Linked DNA regions of Mus musculus: region 1 is linked to region 2. The links are chromatin contacts, called in public Micro-C maps. All regions are on one chromosome and are shown on one strand. The core of a region is the stretch at or near the end of the contact, and the rest is flanking DNA. Distances in the headings are between cores, read along the strand shown.

Region 1 (7,393 bases), core at 4,464-6,963, 340 kb before region 2:
CAGCTCACTTGCCTTTGCATTCATAGGAACAAGAAAAGATTTCCTAGTGATGCACAAGCCACTGATGTGTGGGCTGCAGTTACTGGGGACATGTAAAGCTGAGAATGAAGGCTGCCATTTGGCTATCAAATGGATCTGGATTCTGGTATAAAGTCGCCTAAATACAGCTTGAGAATGAATCTGAGATTTCATTTGCTCTTCCAGCTTAGTTCAGGGAAGATGATTCACAGCAGAGTTTCTCAGCTTTTGACATTTTGGGCCAGATGAGTCTTTGTGGGGAGGCGTGGTCCTATAAACTCTAGACATTTATCAGCATTTCTGGTCTCTGCCCAGTGGATGCGGCCACCCCTCTCTGTGTTTGTTGCTAGAGACATTGTTTCTTCTGTCCTTCAGACCAGTCGAGGAGCCGTATGCTTCGATGACGCCAGGTCATAGATCTAGGACCGGCATCCCCGTTGCATTAAAGCAAACAGCTGTGAGACTCGTGTCAGGATTACAGAAGAGCAGGAGGCAGAGCCACAGGCCCAGCGTCCGATGCGTTCTGTCTGTCATTAACTGACGGGGCAGCACCAGGATCTCGCACATGCTAAGCACACACTGCCCTCTGAGGCCCCTCCACAGCCCAGCAGCTACAGCATCTCTCCAGCTTTCCCGGTGGTGTCCGTGGGCCGGGAGGCCTGCTGATGAAAGCCTTTCCCCGGTGCATCTTTCTCATGTGCAGATCACTTCAGCACACTTCACTGGGCATGCACTTGTGTGTATGCCATCCAGGACGGCCACACGCTTTCAGCAGTGCGCCTCCCTGTCTCCCTGAACTCCTGCAGGAGCACAACTTTCACTCTTTTTCTTTGTTGGATTTTTTTTTTTTTTTTGGACAGGGTTTCTCTGTGTAGCCCTGGCTGCCCTGGAACTCACTCTGTAGACCAGGCTGGTCTCGAACTCAGAGATCCACCTGCCTCTGCCTCCCTAGTGCTGGGATTAAAGGCGTGTGCCATGCGCCCCCCCCAAAGTTTTGCTCGTCTTATTGTGCCACCGGCATAGGTTATCCTCCAGGGCAAGCATGTGCTTAGATGGGTGATGCCCTTGCAGGCACCCCTTTCTTTTCTAACCCCTCGAGGACTGTCTGGGGAACAGGTCCACCTGCTGTCCACTGACAACCTGACCGCTGCTTGCCACCTTATTCAGATTGGCCCCCAAGTTCAACATTGGCCCCATTATGGACAATGTTTGGAGGTTACACTCACCTTGGTTACAGCCTAGGTGAGAAGTGAGTGGCTGAATGAACCCGAGGTTGGCACCGTGCTTCCTTAGCCTCCCGAGGTCCCTTCCGCTTGGGAAATCAGTACACAAAGCCAAAGTCAAACGAAGCGCGGGCGCTTTGCTGTCACTGCAGGTAAAAATCTGCTCCCCTGGCAGCTGGGAGTTGCTCCGTCCTGACAGGGATGCTGAGGGAGATACTTGTGTGTTTATAACCTTCGTGTGGTCTCTACCATGCATCCTAAATATCGGTTTAACTCCTGGCTTCGTGTAGGAAGCCCCAAATTTTAGAATCCAGACAGATGCAGGGGGTGTCAAGGAAAGCCCTTCTGTTGTCCAGGAAGTCCACTCTATCCACCTCCCATCCCGCAGACAGTCTCCAAATGATGACTACGCTACTCTGTTATTCTGATTGTGAGGCAGAATAGAAGTCCCTAGCCTGACCCATCGTGCCTCCATAGGTTCTGTAGTGTGTTCTGCTGGATCCCCAGCAAAATCTTGTTCCCAAATACTTTAGTCCAGCTTTGGTGACTTCCCCAAGAACGTGTAGCAGGACTGTTGATGGCAAGAGCCATGACCTGGAAAGAGGATGGTGGCCATCCAGGGTTGGGCTCTACCATGACCTTTGAGCTGGGAGGACATTGTTTTAAGTGGCCCGTTCCAGTCCCCATCCTGATGTTTCTCGACATCACTTTGTGGATGGTCAGGCTCCGGGCATAAGAAGAAAAGTCACGTTCAGATCTCCATCAAACCTAGCGTGGAAGCTGCTTCTCTGAAGCAGGCGCCCACCGTTCACCTGCTGCTCTCTTCCCCTCAGGTGCACCTGGAGCTCCCGCCCGGCGCCTCCCTGGTGCAGACTGCAGACGACTTTAACGTGCTCAAATCCAGCAATGTGAGAAGACACGAGGTCCTTAAGGAGATCCTGACTGCCCTCGGTCTGAGCTGTGACGCACCACAGGTTCCTGCCTTAACGCCCCTGTACTTACTGCTGGCCGCTGAGGTGAGCGGGCTCAGCCGTGGGTGCCTCAAAACCACAGCTCCTTAACTTGTCTGTCACGACCATGTTCAGCCTCGATTTCTATTTTGATTTTGGGTTTGGGTTTGGAAACTGTATTAATGTATCTTTAGTATTGTGTGTGTGTGTGTGTGTGTGTGTGTGTGTGTGTAAGGAAAGTAGAGGTGACTGTGGAGTTGGGGGCATGGTCCTTTTGTGGAGAAATGGAGCTGTGTCCTATGTGCTCAGAGTGCATGGCCGCATCTCCACACACGCGGTTCTGTAGCTGTGTGGCTGCAACCACTGTAGATGAGATATTTGAAAAAAAAAAATAAGGAAGGAGCCTATATTAGGCCAGAGAGACAGCTCAGTGGGTAAAGACCAGTGTAGGGTGTTGACCTTTATGTCCTAGGAACTTGTGTGTGCTCCTTATGTGAGGCGGAGGTGGAGAGTCCCGAGGGCTCCTGGCCAGGAGTCACCCTGCATGGCAAGGGACCTTGTCTCCAGCAGGGGAGAAGAGGGACACCCAAGCTTGTCCTCTGACATGTGTGTGCCTTGGTGCATGCTTACCCTGACTTTTATGAACACACACAGACGTGTATATGTACATAACACATCACACACATACAACACAGCACACACACACACACACACACACATCACACACATGCTAAAAAAAAAAAAATCCTGCCTCTCCTGAACATGCACGGACTATTTTTCTTGTCGTTACCTGAGCAATACCCAGTACAGCGTAGCAAGTATTCACACAGCGTTTGCAACATAGGACGTGTTTCTAGCCTCCTAGAGATTGCTTAAAGTCTATAGGAGGACATGCAGAGACCATGTGCCAATGCTGCGCTGTTCTGTATAAGACTTGAGATTCTGGCTTTTGGCGTCGGTGGGAAGGGGCGCAGGAACCAGTTCCCTGAGCATGACTGATGTGGATTCTGCCATCAGTTGGGATCGAAACCAGTTGTTTTGATCTGGGTTTTCCTCAGTAGGCGGGAAATCACTACTTCTGTGTGCTGATGTCTAGAAGGCTTTAGGTGTTATGTTTGCCACTCGTGTCTAAAAGGAAAACGGAAGTGTTGGCAGTGTTTCCGGAGTCCACCTCCCACCTGTATTCATCGCTGGTCTGTGAGGGATACCTGGTTTTGGGCAGCCTGCCAGATTCTCCAGGTGTGTGTTCCTACTAATCCCGTCGTGGTGACATGCTGTCAATTTCTTATTCATAGTGACAAATGATTTTGCAGAGCTCTTTCAGTTCTCAGCCAGCAGCAGGCCAGTCTGTGGGGTTAGTGATGTTAACATACAGCAAAAGCTCGGTGGCCAGGGGATGCCACACACCGAACCCACCTGCTTCGCTTGAAAAGAGCAAAATCCACCCTTCATGCCTGCACTGTGGAAAGGGGAGACGCTGCCTTCTGGGTTGGTTGCTGCCCCTGGGCGAGCTTGGTTTGTGTGGATCAGAGCTTGGCATTGTGTGGGTGCACCGTACTGACGGAGAGAGAGACAGATGACGATCCGAGAGGATTGTGTGAGGACCAAAGGAGGCAGCATGGGAGACTTGTGTAAGCACTGCAGTTTAAACGATAATGCAGCGAGTTAATGCAGCGATGGTTGGATTGTTAAGAGGTGTATTGGGTTAAGAAAACATGATGTGCTTAATAAGTTCCCGGAATCTAGGCTAAGAAATGGAAGGAAATGCTTCCAATTGAAAAATTAATATCAACACAGGATGCTCTTTTGTCCTTTAAAAACCATTCTTTTATTACATTTCATTATCTAATTTCTAAACATTTTTTTTTTTTTGAGGCAAGTTTTCACTGGCCCACACCGGCCTGGAACACACTCTGTAGCAGGGGCCACCTTTAAGCCTGCAGGGATCTTCCTGCCTCAGCAGATGTGAGCCACCAAGCCCGGCTCCGCAGTTCGCACCATTTCTAATGCATTAATCATATGGCTTTTGTTTGTGTCTTCATCATAGGAATTCCAACTCCAAGTTACTCATTGCTGTTTCATGTTCAGTTCATATGGCAAAACTTATGACTGTGATTTATGGCATAAAATTACCAAGTAGAGCCAGCAGTCCTCAGAGCTTTAGGTTCTTGTCCGTGTGGGCCAAGGCCACCTGTCTTCAGTGGAATATGACCGTCAGCCTCCTAGGCCCTCTCCTTCCTTCCTCTCCTGAGCATTGAGGATTGAACTGGAGATGGGGTTAAGTGTGTGATCCCTGCAAGCTTGCAGCCTGAGTGGTCAGAGGGCAACGCTGGCTGGCTTGCCCCTGGTCTGCTTGCCCTTTTCCCAGGCCTGACTGTAGGCCTTTTGACCACAGCAGAGAAATGAAGAGGAAAGATAGCCTTGGGTTTTCTTTTCCTGGGAAGGTTCTACTCTTTAGGTAGAACATGTACAGCTAAAATACCTAAGCTGCAGTTTTTTGCCTGAAGAGCAATGGGTATTTAGTCTCTCAGCTCTTGCACTGAGGAGGACACACTGTGGACAAGCTCTGGATGTCTTCGCAATGGGGCCTTACTTGGTGCCCTCAACATCTGCATAAAAAGCTGGATAGGTACAGCAGCCTGCCTGCAGTTGCAGCCTGTGGGGAGTGGAGGTGGGCCTCTCTGCAAGCTGACGAGCCAGATTGTCTAGCTCTGGGCTCAGCAAGAGACCCCGCCTCGGTACATACAGCGGTGAACAAATGAGAGGACGTGTGGCTTCTACACGTGACCACACACATGTTCTACACGTGTCCACACACATGTACACTCACTTGCACACATGTGTGTGCAGACACGCAGATAGAGTGAATTCGACTCTTTAAAATGTCCAGTGGCAGCCAGTGGCAGTGGGGGTGGCATTTGCTGGCTGGAGGAATGCTAGCTTACCCACTTACGATCCACGGGATGAAGTTCTTGTCAAAGGGGAAAGCCAATGTTTGCTCTGTCTAGCATACACATGTAGTCTTGGCAAGAATAGTTTTGAGATTCTTTCCGGGTCCCGGTCTCCCTCATGGACTTGAGGTCAGCTCTGAGGATGGTCATTCCTCCTGGCTGCTTCATTCTTACTGACTTCTGTTTCACGTTGAGAATTCAGGGCACTGAGCACACATGTGACCGTGGTGTGTCTTTGTTGATGTTATTTCTCAACGCTCTGATCAGAGGTCAGGGTTTTTTCCTTTTCTAGTACTGATCAAGTGTTGTGTTTTCTTGGAGCAAAAGTTCTCCAAACTATTTGAAAATAGAAACAGTAAGAGGTGGGTTTTTTTGGGCGGAGGGCGGGGGGCAGACAGAAGATTCGCCCTGCCCTTGTCCCGATGCTGAGGCTGCCACTTCAAGTTCCTGTGCAGCTCAGTTTATAAACCCAAGAGGCAATTTGATTTTCCTTCCTGCATCTGTGCACAGTAGGTCTCACTGACCTCTCTTCCTGCATCTGTGCACAGTAGGTCTCACTGACCTCTCTTCATACATCTGTGCACAGTAGGTCTCACTGACCTCTCTTCCTGCATCTGTGCACAGTAGGTCTCATTGACCTCTCTTGGATGAAAGGTACAGGAGGAGGATCCTGGCCTTTCCCATCCATTGGACCTGCCGCATGCCTTAGGAGTTTGTGCAGACTTCCTGCTTCCTGTAAAGCTCTCTGCTCATGGAAACCCACGCTCTCACCACATGATGTCGCTGCTGAGCTAGGCAACTTGAGTTACAAACCCCCTCTAACTGTAACTGTTCAGAAATTTAATTTATTCTCCATATATCAGTGTCACATAGTGTAATTTGGACATTTTCTACTATATTGGTGGCACTTTCTTTTGGGTCTGTAGAAGTCATTTCAATGCCACAGTTCATAAAATCCATCCATTCATTCAACATTTATTCAATATTAAGTCCCGTTCTAGTACAAGACGTGAAAGAACAAAATAAATAGAGAAATTATCTAAATACCTCCACTGAGGAGCAGCTGTGTTTACTCAGCGTTGAGCCCTGACGCTGCTCTTGACGGCAAGAAGCTCGCAAGATTTATGACATCCCCTCCACCCCATGTTTCTGTGTCACCCACCGTGATACAAAGAGAAACTGGGGACCCTTGGTGTCCGCTATTTGCTGAGAATTCCCTTCCTACCTGAACACCAAGACCTGCATTGGACCACCTTAGTAAAGCCCCACCATGGTGACTGGTGAGACCACTGGGAAGGCAGGGCAAAGCAGGGCTCTGCTGAGGGGCGGCTCCCTTGCCACGCTGCCTTCCTTCCGACATGGGTCTTTACATCTGATCCATCCTCCCAGGGACAGGTGGAAGGTCAGGCCTGCAGCTGAGGCCAGTATATTGAAAACCAACAACACCGCATGCTGTGTACCTGGGTCCACTAAAAGAAGACTGGAAGAGCCACGGTGTGTAGACATATGCACATGTATACGCACACACAATACACATACGTATACACACATGCACACACAAGCACATGCACACACATGTACACACAAAAACATATACACGTGTATACACATACGTATACACACATGCACACACAAGCACATGCACACACATGTACACACAAAAACATACACGTGTATACACATACACATATGCACGTGTACATGTATACACATACACATACATATACATATACATACATGCACAAACAAACATATACATACACAAACACATATACACACACAAACACACTTATATACAAACATACACACATGTACAAATGCATATATATGTGTGTGTGTATATATATATACATATACATATACATATACATATACATATATATATATATATATACATACATACATACATACACATTCTGGTGGTAAGCTTAATGTAATTTAATAACACTTCAAAGTTTTCTTTATATTTTTCAAAATTGTCTATGATAGATGTATGTTACTTTCATATTGAGCCAAGCTAGTTATTAATAAGTAAAAAAACAAGCTAGTGTGTCATCAACTTTGGAAGCCTCTCACATGTACTTAAAACCTGATTGTTTGGACTCTGACACTTGGTTGAAATTTGACATCTGACTTAATTATTGGGAGCAGTCATCCTCAATCTGGGTAGCAAATATCCTCCATATCAGATATTTATATTTTGATTCATGACAGTAGCAAAACTTCAGTTATAAAGCGGCATTGAGATAAT
Region 2 (7,767 bases), core at 3,608-6,107:
TCAGGGACTTTGTAAGACACTAATTCGGTTTAGGGACCTGGCCTTCCCCAGTGTGTCCCTGTCCACATGTGTAATCTTCCTACTTCCAAAGAGGGTGACATTCTGAGGTACTAGGAGTTAGGACTTCGATATATCTTGGGGGGTGAGGGATATAGTTCCACTCATAGCACCTTCTTTAGAAAGCTTTCTCCCTTAAAAAGACAAACAAAACGCCGGATGTGGTGGCACACACCTTTAATCCCAGCACTTGGGAGGCAGAGGCAGGCAGATTTCTGAGTTCCAGGCCAGCCTGGTCTACAGAGTGAGTTCCAGGAAACCCAGGAGAAACCCTGTCTCAAAAAACCAAAACAAACAAACAAAACAAAAAACAAAAGCAAAAGCAAACAGCTATTAGTATTTAATAATCATTTAACACTAAAAAAATGCTTGCATTGATCAGGGGAATATATACTTTTTCTTTTAGTTTTCTTTGTTCTTATACTTTGTCCTTATACTTTGTCCTTATAGGGCAGACTTTTGAAAAATGAAAAATAACCTAGAAAACCTACACCACTAAGAAAAAAATGCTATGAAAATTGAGTTTCGCCGGGCATGGAGGCACACGCCTTTAATCCCAGCACTTGGGAGGCAGAGGCAGGTGGATTTCTGAGTTCGAGGCCAGCCTGGTCTACAGAGTGAGTTCCAGGACAGCCAGGGCTACACAGAGAAACCCTGTCTCGAAAAACAAAAACAAAAACAACAACAACAACAAAAAATTGAGTTTCTTTTCTAAACTGAAATTCAGTTATTTCATCTTAAAATGTTGATCTGCACTTTTAAAATTACTTATTAAGTTAGTGTATTACACGTGTGTGTGTGCACATATGTGTGGGGCGCATGCAGTTAGAGGTCAGAGGACAACTTGAAGGAGTTGGTTCTTTCCTTCCACCATTTAGATCCCAGGGATCGAACTCAGGTCTGTCGGGCATAGCAGCAAGCACCTTTGCCCACTGAGCTAGCTTGCCAGCCCTAATCTGTATTTGTAAAGAACTTAAATAGTGAGAAGATGCCTCCAGAGAAAGGCTGAGAGTTCCAGTGATCCAGATGGCTTTCTGTGGTCTTCACTGAGTCTGCAGGCTCTCGCTGCACCTCACCAAAGCAGAAGTGACCTCTGCAGGTTTTGTGCCTCAAACCGTGGTTTTTATCTAACCAACATTCGCTTTCTTCTTAGGAAAATGTGTTTTCTTTACTCGTCACTCATGTACCTAGATGGAGTTAAGCTACAATGGGTCATTTTAATGTGTGACTTAGGAGAGGACATCGACTACTTTTCCTGATTAGCACAGTGCACACTATCAGGTCACTTAGTTCCGGTTGCATAATTACCTGCCTGTGATTCTCACAGACTGTATGTGTGTGAGACTGAATGGCTTTGGAAGTCCTGTCAATTTAAACTGCCAATGCCTGCCTGCCAGGCTAATAGGTACTTAAAGTTAGAGAGTATGGAACTGTAATGACTGTCTCTAAAACTCTTCAGGGTGCAGGAAAGCCACCCCCAACACACACACATACACACATACACACACACATACACACACATACACACACACACACACACACACCACCCCTGCAAGACCCAACACCTTCACCTTGTAGATGCTGCCCCACCCACCTGGCCCGCTGAGGGCTTTTCGAACATTTGTCTTGGACTCCCATCTCTCTAGCAAATGTTTTCCACAGTTGTACACATGCCTGCAAGGGGGGAGGGGGACATGGGAGAAACAGTAGCCCACAGGGAATGCCAAAGTCAGCCCAGTGCATGCTAGCAGGGCCTTCCTATGCAAACACAGTGAAGGATAGAGCCTTCTGCAACATTGTGGCCAGGAGGGTTGGGGCTGGGGTTAAGCAGTTTTCAAGGAGACACTTTCATTTAATGTGTTTTCTAGTGAATGAATGGCTTATAAGCGAGAAGCAAAGTCAGGAAGTATTGCTTGATGCTGCTGCTATGGGGGGGAGGGGAGGGGGGAGGAAGCTGGAGGGGGAGGTTTGAAGCTCATTAACACTTCTTAAATTAGAAAATCCTTAACTTAAAAATAGCAAAACCTAGTGATTTCTAAAATTAGCTCCCCTTGCTTTCCATAAATACACTTAGACCTCCCCAGACTGGTCCACCACCAAGCCTTGTGGGCTCCTGTCAAGCCTTCCGACAGTCTTTAATGGGTAACCTTGAAAAGGAAAGTTTGGGGCAGCCTAGAATTCAGGTCAGGAATCAGCCAGGGGGCCCAATGTAAGCCTGGACCTTTCACTCTTCGGACTCTGTCGAGGTGGAGAAGCTGGGGACTGTCCTGACTTGCTTGAGAGGGTCCCCTACGCTGGGCAGTCTCTGTAACTAAGAAAGCAGGCTGAGCCCTGGCTTACACTCCTGTCAGATGCATTAAGCATCTGGCCACTTGGAATCCTGTCCCTGGGCAGGAGTCAGCAAGCTTGATGTCACATCAGGCCTGAATTCCAAAACAGCCCCTGACCTGCCTCTGAGGTGCCAGAGAAAGTCGCCCCCTTACAGACACAGCCCCCAAGGCCATTCTCTAAGTCACAACAGGTACACACCCTAACTAACGCATGTCAGTCCAAGCTGTGTGGAAGGAAGGTTGAGGTGTAACAGAAAAACCTGAGTGTACATATAAGGTAGAACTCCCTCTGTGTGCTTTCCCTAAGTCGTAGGTCCCGGAGACATCGAGAATGGGAGCTCTGGGGTCTCCAGGAAGCACAGGCTGCTGGGACCTGCATCCTCTCATCCAGCTCTGTCCTTCCACCCTGAGGAGCCTCCATTTTTTTTTTTTCAGGACATGTTAATTATCATAGGAACTGCCTATGGAAAAGTGTTTTGGTGACAGAAATAAAGGCATCGAGATAATATTTAACCCAGTTCCCTTTTCTTGCCCTCCCTCTCCTCCTGGCTTTATTAGGCTTCCTGCGGGCACCTAAGGACCAGATCCATCCCTGGGGACCTGGGCACTGCTCAGCGCGGCTAGCAGGGGCCCTTAGCCATGGCCAGCACAGCGGTCCAGCTCCTAGGCTTCCTGCTTAGCTTCCTGGGCATGGTAGGAACGCTCATCACCACCATCCTGCCACACTGGCGGAGGACGGCCCATGTGGGCACCAACATCCTGACTGCCGTATCCTACCTGAAGGGACTGTGGATGGAATGTGTGTGGCACAGCACAGGCATCTACCAGTGTCAGATCTACCGCTCACTGCTGGCGCTGCCCCGGGACTTGCAGGCCGCCCGGGCGCTCATGGTCATCTCCTGCCTGTTGTCGGGCATGGCCTGCGCCTGCGCAGTAGTGGGCATGAAGTGCACACGCTGCGCCAAAGGCACACCCGCCAAGACCACCTTTGCAGTGCTGGGGGGCGCGCTCTTCCTGCTGGCCGGCCTGCTGTGCATGGTGGCCGTGTCCTGGACCACGAATGACGTGGTGCAGAATTTTTATAACCCGCTGCTGCCCAGTGGCATGAAGTTTGAAATCGGCCAGGCCCTGTACCTGGGCTTCATCTCCTCATCCCTGTCTCTCATCGGGGGCACCCTGCTCTGCTTATCCTGCCAGGACGAGGCCCCCTACAGACCCTACCCGCCCCAGTCCAGGGCCGGAGCTACCACCACGGCTACCGCCCCTGCCTACCGCCCACCAGCGGCCTACAAGGACAACCGTGCCCCCTCGGTGACCTCAGCCGCGCACAGTGGGTACAGGCTGAATGACTACGTGTGAGTTCCTTCCCCGGGCTTCTGCCAGGGATGCTGGGCCCCAAAGGACCAATGATGGATGTGGGAAGGATGCAGAGAGCAAGCCCGGAACACAGGGAAGGAGGTGCTCTTCAAAGCAAAGACTTCTAAAAAGTGCTGGTTTTTTATTTATTATATGTATTTATGCGGGTGGCTTAATAAGAGCTCAATAAAGAGTGTCTTGGAAGCGTGGCCCATCCATCGGGTTGGTTTGTCTCACGGGAACAAGCCGCGTGGAGGTGGTCTGTGAGGCGGGCAGCAGTAGCTCCTGCTGCATCTTCAAGGTGTGGAAAGCCTCATCTGAGTCCTGGGGATTTGGAGTATCCTGGTTATGCAGCCAAACTAAGGACCAGGAGCCCTGACCTTGACACTGAATCACTAGCATCCACTAGTGCATGATGGGAAAATCTAGAAAGCTGACTGCTGTGCCCCCAGGAAGTCACAGAGGCCCCTGTAAATCTAGAAGCAAGCCTCAAAGGACACCACACAGCAGAAAGTTAAGCGAGTGTTGCTGTCTACCTGAAAACGGTTCCCACTGTGTAGTGTGTGTGTGTGTGTGTGTGTGTGTGTGTGTGTGTGTGTGTGTGCGCGCGCGTGCGCGCGCCCGCACTTGTGTGTGAGAGAAAGGGGAAGGGGGGCAGCGTAGAGAGTGAAGGACAGTTCCCCAGAGTCTTACTCTACTGCCACCTTGTGGCAGAACCTGGGATCACACCATTCAGGTCATAGGCTTGCCCAAAGCCTCTCTTATCAGATAAGAGTCTTGCTGGCTCAACAGTTCTTCCTTTAATAAGTTACAAAGAGAAGCGGAAGAGGTTCTGGTACCTCTGCTTTCTGTGCGTTGGCACGAAGTTCAGTCAGGAGTGCTTGGCCCCCAGGGCTTAGCTGTAAATGTTACCCTCTTTTTCTAAGTCCTAGCTGCCGTGACAACAGGTTCTAGGGAGCTCCTTTACCTAGAAAAAGAAAATCCTAGAAAGTTGTGAGGACCCCAGTGTCCTTCCTGGTTCCAACCACATGACCAGAAAGCTGTCTGCTGTCTCCCTGAACCTCCCTCCCACACCCTACCCCAGGGAATCTAGAGCTGTGCTCACATCCTTTCTCTGCCCTGGCCTCTGCCAAAGGCTTTGAGTGGGGAGGACACACCCACTCAAGGGCTGAGCGTGAGAGTCCCCAGCACGAGAGTTGCAGTGGGGCAGGGTGAGGCTCAGTGGCTCAGCCTGGGGAGACCCTGGCCCATGATCACAAAGGGTAAAACTGAATATCCAAACGGAATGTGGAGAAAGGGTCACAGCCCAAGCCCTAGACCTACACAGGCGTCAATGATGTCATAACCCTGTATTAGTTATGATCCTAATTACAGCCACCTGTCAGTGACTGGGGCAAAGTTCAATCGGTGAGTGCTTACCCAGCGCTGGGTTAGAGCCCCAGCCCCACATAAAGCCAGGCGTGGAGAGGCACACCTGTTAGCGAAGAAATTGGGAAGTGGAGATCAGAAGGTCGGAAGTTCAAAGCCATCCTTGGCTACACAGCCAGTTCAAGGCCAGTCTGTGCTAACCAACACACCTCACCTGTTAAGATGCGACTCAAGGGAAGGAGGGCCTATTTTGGCTACAGTCTGAGGGCTCAGTCCAGCGCAGCATCAGGACTGTGAGCATGGACATGTCGAATCCAGTCAGGAAGCAGTAAAAGATGGACCCGGGTTCTCAGCCAGCTTTCTCCCTGCCGTCAGCCCTGCACCCTAGCCCACAGAACCGTGCTACCCACAGTTTGTGCGGCTCTTCCATCCTTCCTCAGTTTACCAACCTCAAATCATCCTCACAGATGTGCCCGGTAATTAATCTGCTAGACGATTCTAGAGCCGTGGTTCTGTTTTTCTTTTCTTTTTTAAAATTTATTTATTTATTTTATGTATATGAGTGAGTACACTGTAGCTGTCTTCAGACGCACCAGAAGAAGGCCTCAGATCCCATTACAGATGGTTGTGAGCCACCATGTGGTTGCTGGGATTTGAACTCAGGACCTCTGGAAGAGCAGTCAGTGCTCTTAACTGCTGAGTCATCTCTCCAGCCCGAGCCTTGGTTCTTAACCGTCCCAATGCTACGACCCTTTAATACAGTTCCTCATGCTGTGGCGACCCCAACCATAAATTATTTTGTTGCTACTTCATAGCTGTGATTTTGCTTCTATTATGAATTGTAATGTAAATATTTGATATGCTGGATATCTGATATCTGGCCCACCAAGGCATCTTGACCCAAGGGTGAGAACCATTGTTCTAGAGTAGTTGACAAAGTTCACTGTCACAGCCTCTAGTGTCATGCTTTGCCCTGACATCACAGGGCTCTCGGGACTCTTAGGAAGCTTGGGGTGGGGGACTTGATCTGAGGAATCTCTCTGTTTCCTTCAGCCAGTCCCACCTACAAATCTGCTCTGACCATGAGGCCTCATGAGATCTCCTGGTGTCTTGTTAAGGTTTCTATTGCTGTGACAAATCACTGTGACCAAAAGCAAGTTGGGGGAGACAGGATTTGTTCAGTTTACACTTCCACACCCATAGTTCACCACTGGAGGAAGTCAGGACAAGGACTCAAGCAGAACAGGGACCTGGAAGAAGGAGCGGAGGCAAAGGCCGTGGAGGGGTGCTGCTTACCAGCTTGCTCCTCATGGCTTGCTTGCTCGGCCTGCTTTCTTATAGAACGGAGAATGGCCAGCCCAGGGATGGCTCCACCCACCATGAGTTGGTGATCACAAATTTTAAAAAATGCCTTACAGCCAGATCTTAGGGAGGCATTTCCTCAGCTGAGTTTTCCTCATTCCCAGTGACTCCAGCTTGGGTCAAGTTGACACAAAACCAGCCAGCACATCTGACAGCACCAGGTAGCTAATCAGACAAGAGCAGGCTTGAAGGTCACTGGGGATGCCCCCCGCCCCCCAATCAGCAGCTTTATAAAATGAAGAACTCAAAAGATAAGAGCTGTGTGTCTAAGTATAACATTTTCAAAAATAAAGAAAAATTGAAGCTGGGCAGTGGTGGCGCACACCTTTAATCCCAGCACTTGGGAGGCAGAGGCAGGTGGATTTCTGAGTTCGAGGCCAGCCTGGTCTACAAAGTGAGTTCCAGGACAGCCAGGGCTATACAGAGAAACCCTGTCTTAAAAAAACAAAAAAAGGGGCTGGTGAGATGGCTCAGTGGGTAAGAGCACCCGACTGCTCTTCTGAAGGTCCAGAGTTCAAATCCCAGAAACCACATGGTGGCTCACAACCATCTGTAACAAGACTGACTCCCTCTTCTGGAGTGTCTGAAAGACAGCTACGGTGTCCTTATCCTTACATATAATAAATAAATAAATCTTTAAAAAAAAAGAAAGAGAGAGAGAAATGAAAGAGAAAGGAAAGGAAAGGAAAGGAAAGGAAAGGAAAGGAAAGGAAAGGAAAGGAAAGGAAAGGAATATTGAAGGGGGACGGGGGACGGGGGGGGGGGGGGGGGGACGGAGGGAGATGTGAGTTTGTCTCTGGCTTCGGGTAGCTATGACGTTCTCGACCACCAGGTGGCACAGAGTCCAGTTCAGCTGGTGAAGAACTTTCCTGACAGGCATGAGGCCCTTGGTCCAAGCCCCAGCAGGGCTTAACTCGGGTGCAGTAACACCTGCCTGGAATCTCAGAATTTGGGAGGAAGCAGGAAAGTGAGGCCTTTAAAATCCTCCTGGAGAGAAGCTCAGACTCAGAGCGCTGGCTGCTCTTGCAGAAGACCTGGACTCTGTTCCTAACACCCACATCATGGCTCACAACCACCCATAATTCCAATTTTAGAAGATCCGACACCTTCTTCTCCGAGGGCACCAGGCACTCCTACAAACATGAAGACAAATGCTCAAAAAACAGATAAGTCTAAAAGAAAAAGAAAAAAGGAAAAAAGAAAGAAAGAAAGCTGGGCATGGTGGCGCACACCTTTAATCCCAGCACTCGGGAGGCAGAGGCAGGTGGATTTCTGAGTTCGAGGTCAGCCTGGT

Evidence for each region. Hi-C and Micro-C count contacts between places; a contact is called where the count stands out from the background.
Region 1: a Micro-C map of the G1E-ER4 cell line shows a contact between it and region 2, with 4 times the contacts expected there. The contact joins two enhancer-like sites. A contact is called at or near these places in 4 of 15 datasets of contacts at CTCF or cohesin (the NIH/3T3 cell line, embryonic stem cells, large pre-B cells and 1 more), 40 of 484 Hi-C or Micro-C datasets (B cells, the C10 cell line, CD4 T cells and 23 more) and 20 of 115 datasets of contacts at active chromatin or transcription factors (the HPC-7 cell line, the NIH/3T3 cell line, T-cell acute lymphoblastic leukemia and 13 more).

Annotation. Positions count from the first base shown.
Region 1 is chr16:94,257,456-94,264,848 of GRCm38.p6, reverse strand. Hlcs (holocarboxylase synthetase (biotin- [propriony-Coenzyme A-carboxylase (ATP-hydrolysing)] ligase)) reads left to right here. Exons shown (of 11, transcript NM_001360045.1): 5 at 2,075-2,257. Among named protein-coding and RNA genes, the nearest start is that of Hlcs, 29 kb to the left of the region's middle. Within about 2 kb of position 5,713, at least 10 of the 459 cell types and tissues checked have an H3K27ac peak or open chromatin away from gene starts, as enhancers often do. A contact at or near this core is called in CD8 T cells, the G1E-ER4 cell line, T-cell acute lymphoblastic leukemia and 2 more, where this site is marked.
Region 2 is chr16:93,915,216-93,922,982 of GRCm38.p6, reverse strand. Cldn14 (claudin 14) reads left to right here. Exons shown (of 2, transcript NM_001165925.1): 2 at 2,946-3,952. The coding sequence starts at 3,027. The coding sequence ends at 3,746. Among named protein-coding and RNA genes, the nearest start is that of Gm31012, 10 kb to the left of the region's middle. Within about 2 kb of position 4,857, at least 87 of the 459 cell types and tissues checked have an H3K27ac peak or open chromatin away from gene starts, as enhancers often do. A contact at or near this core is called in CD8 T cells, the G1E-ER4 cell line, T-cell acute lymphoblastic leukemia and 2 more, where this site is marked.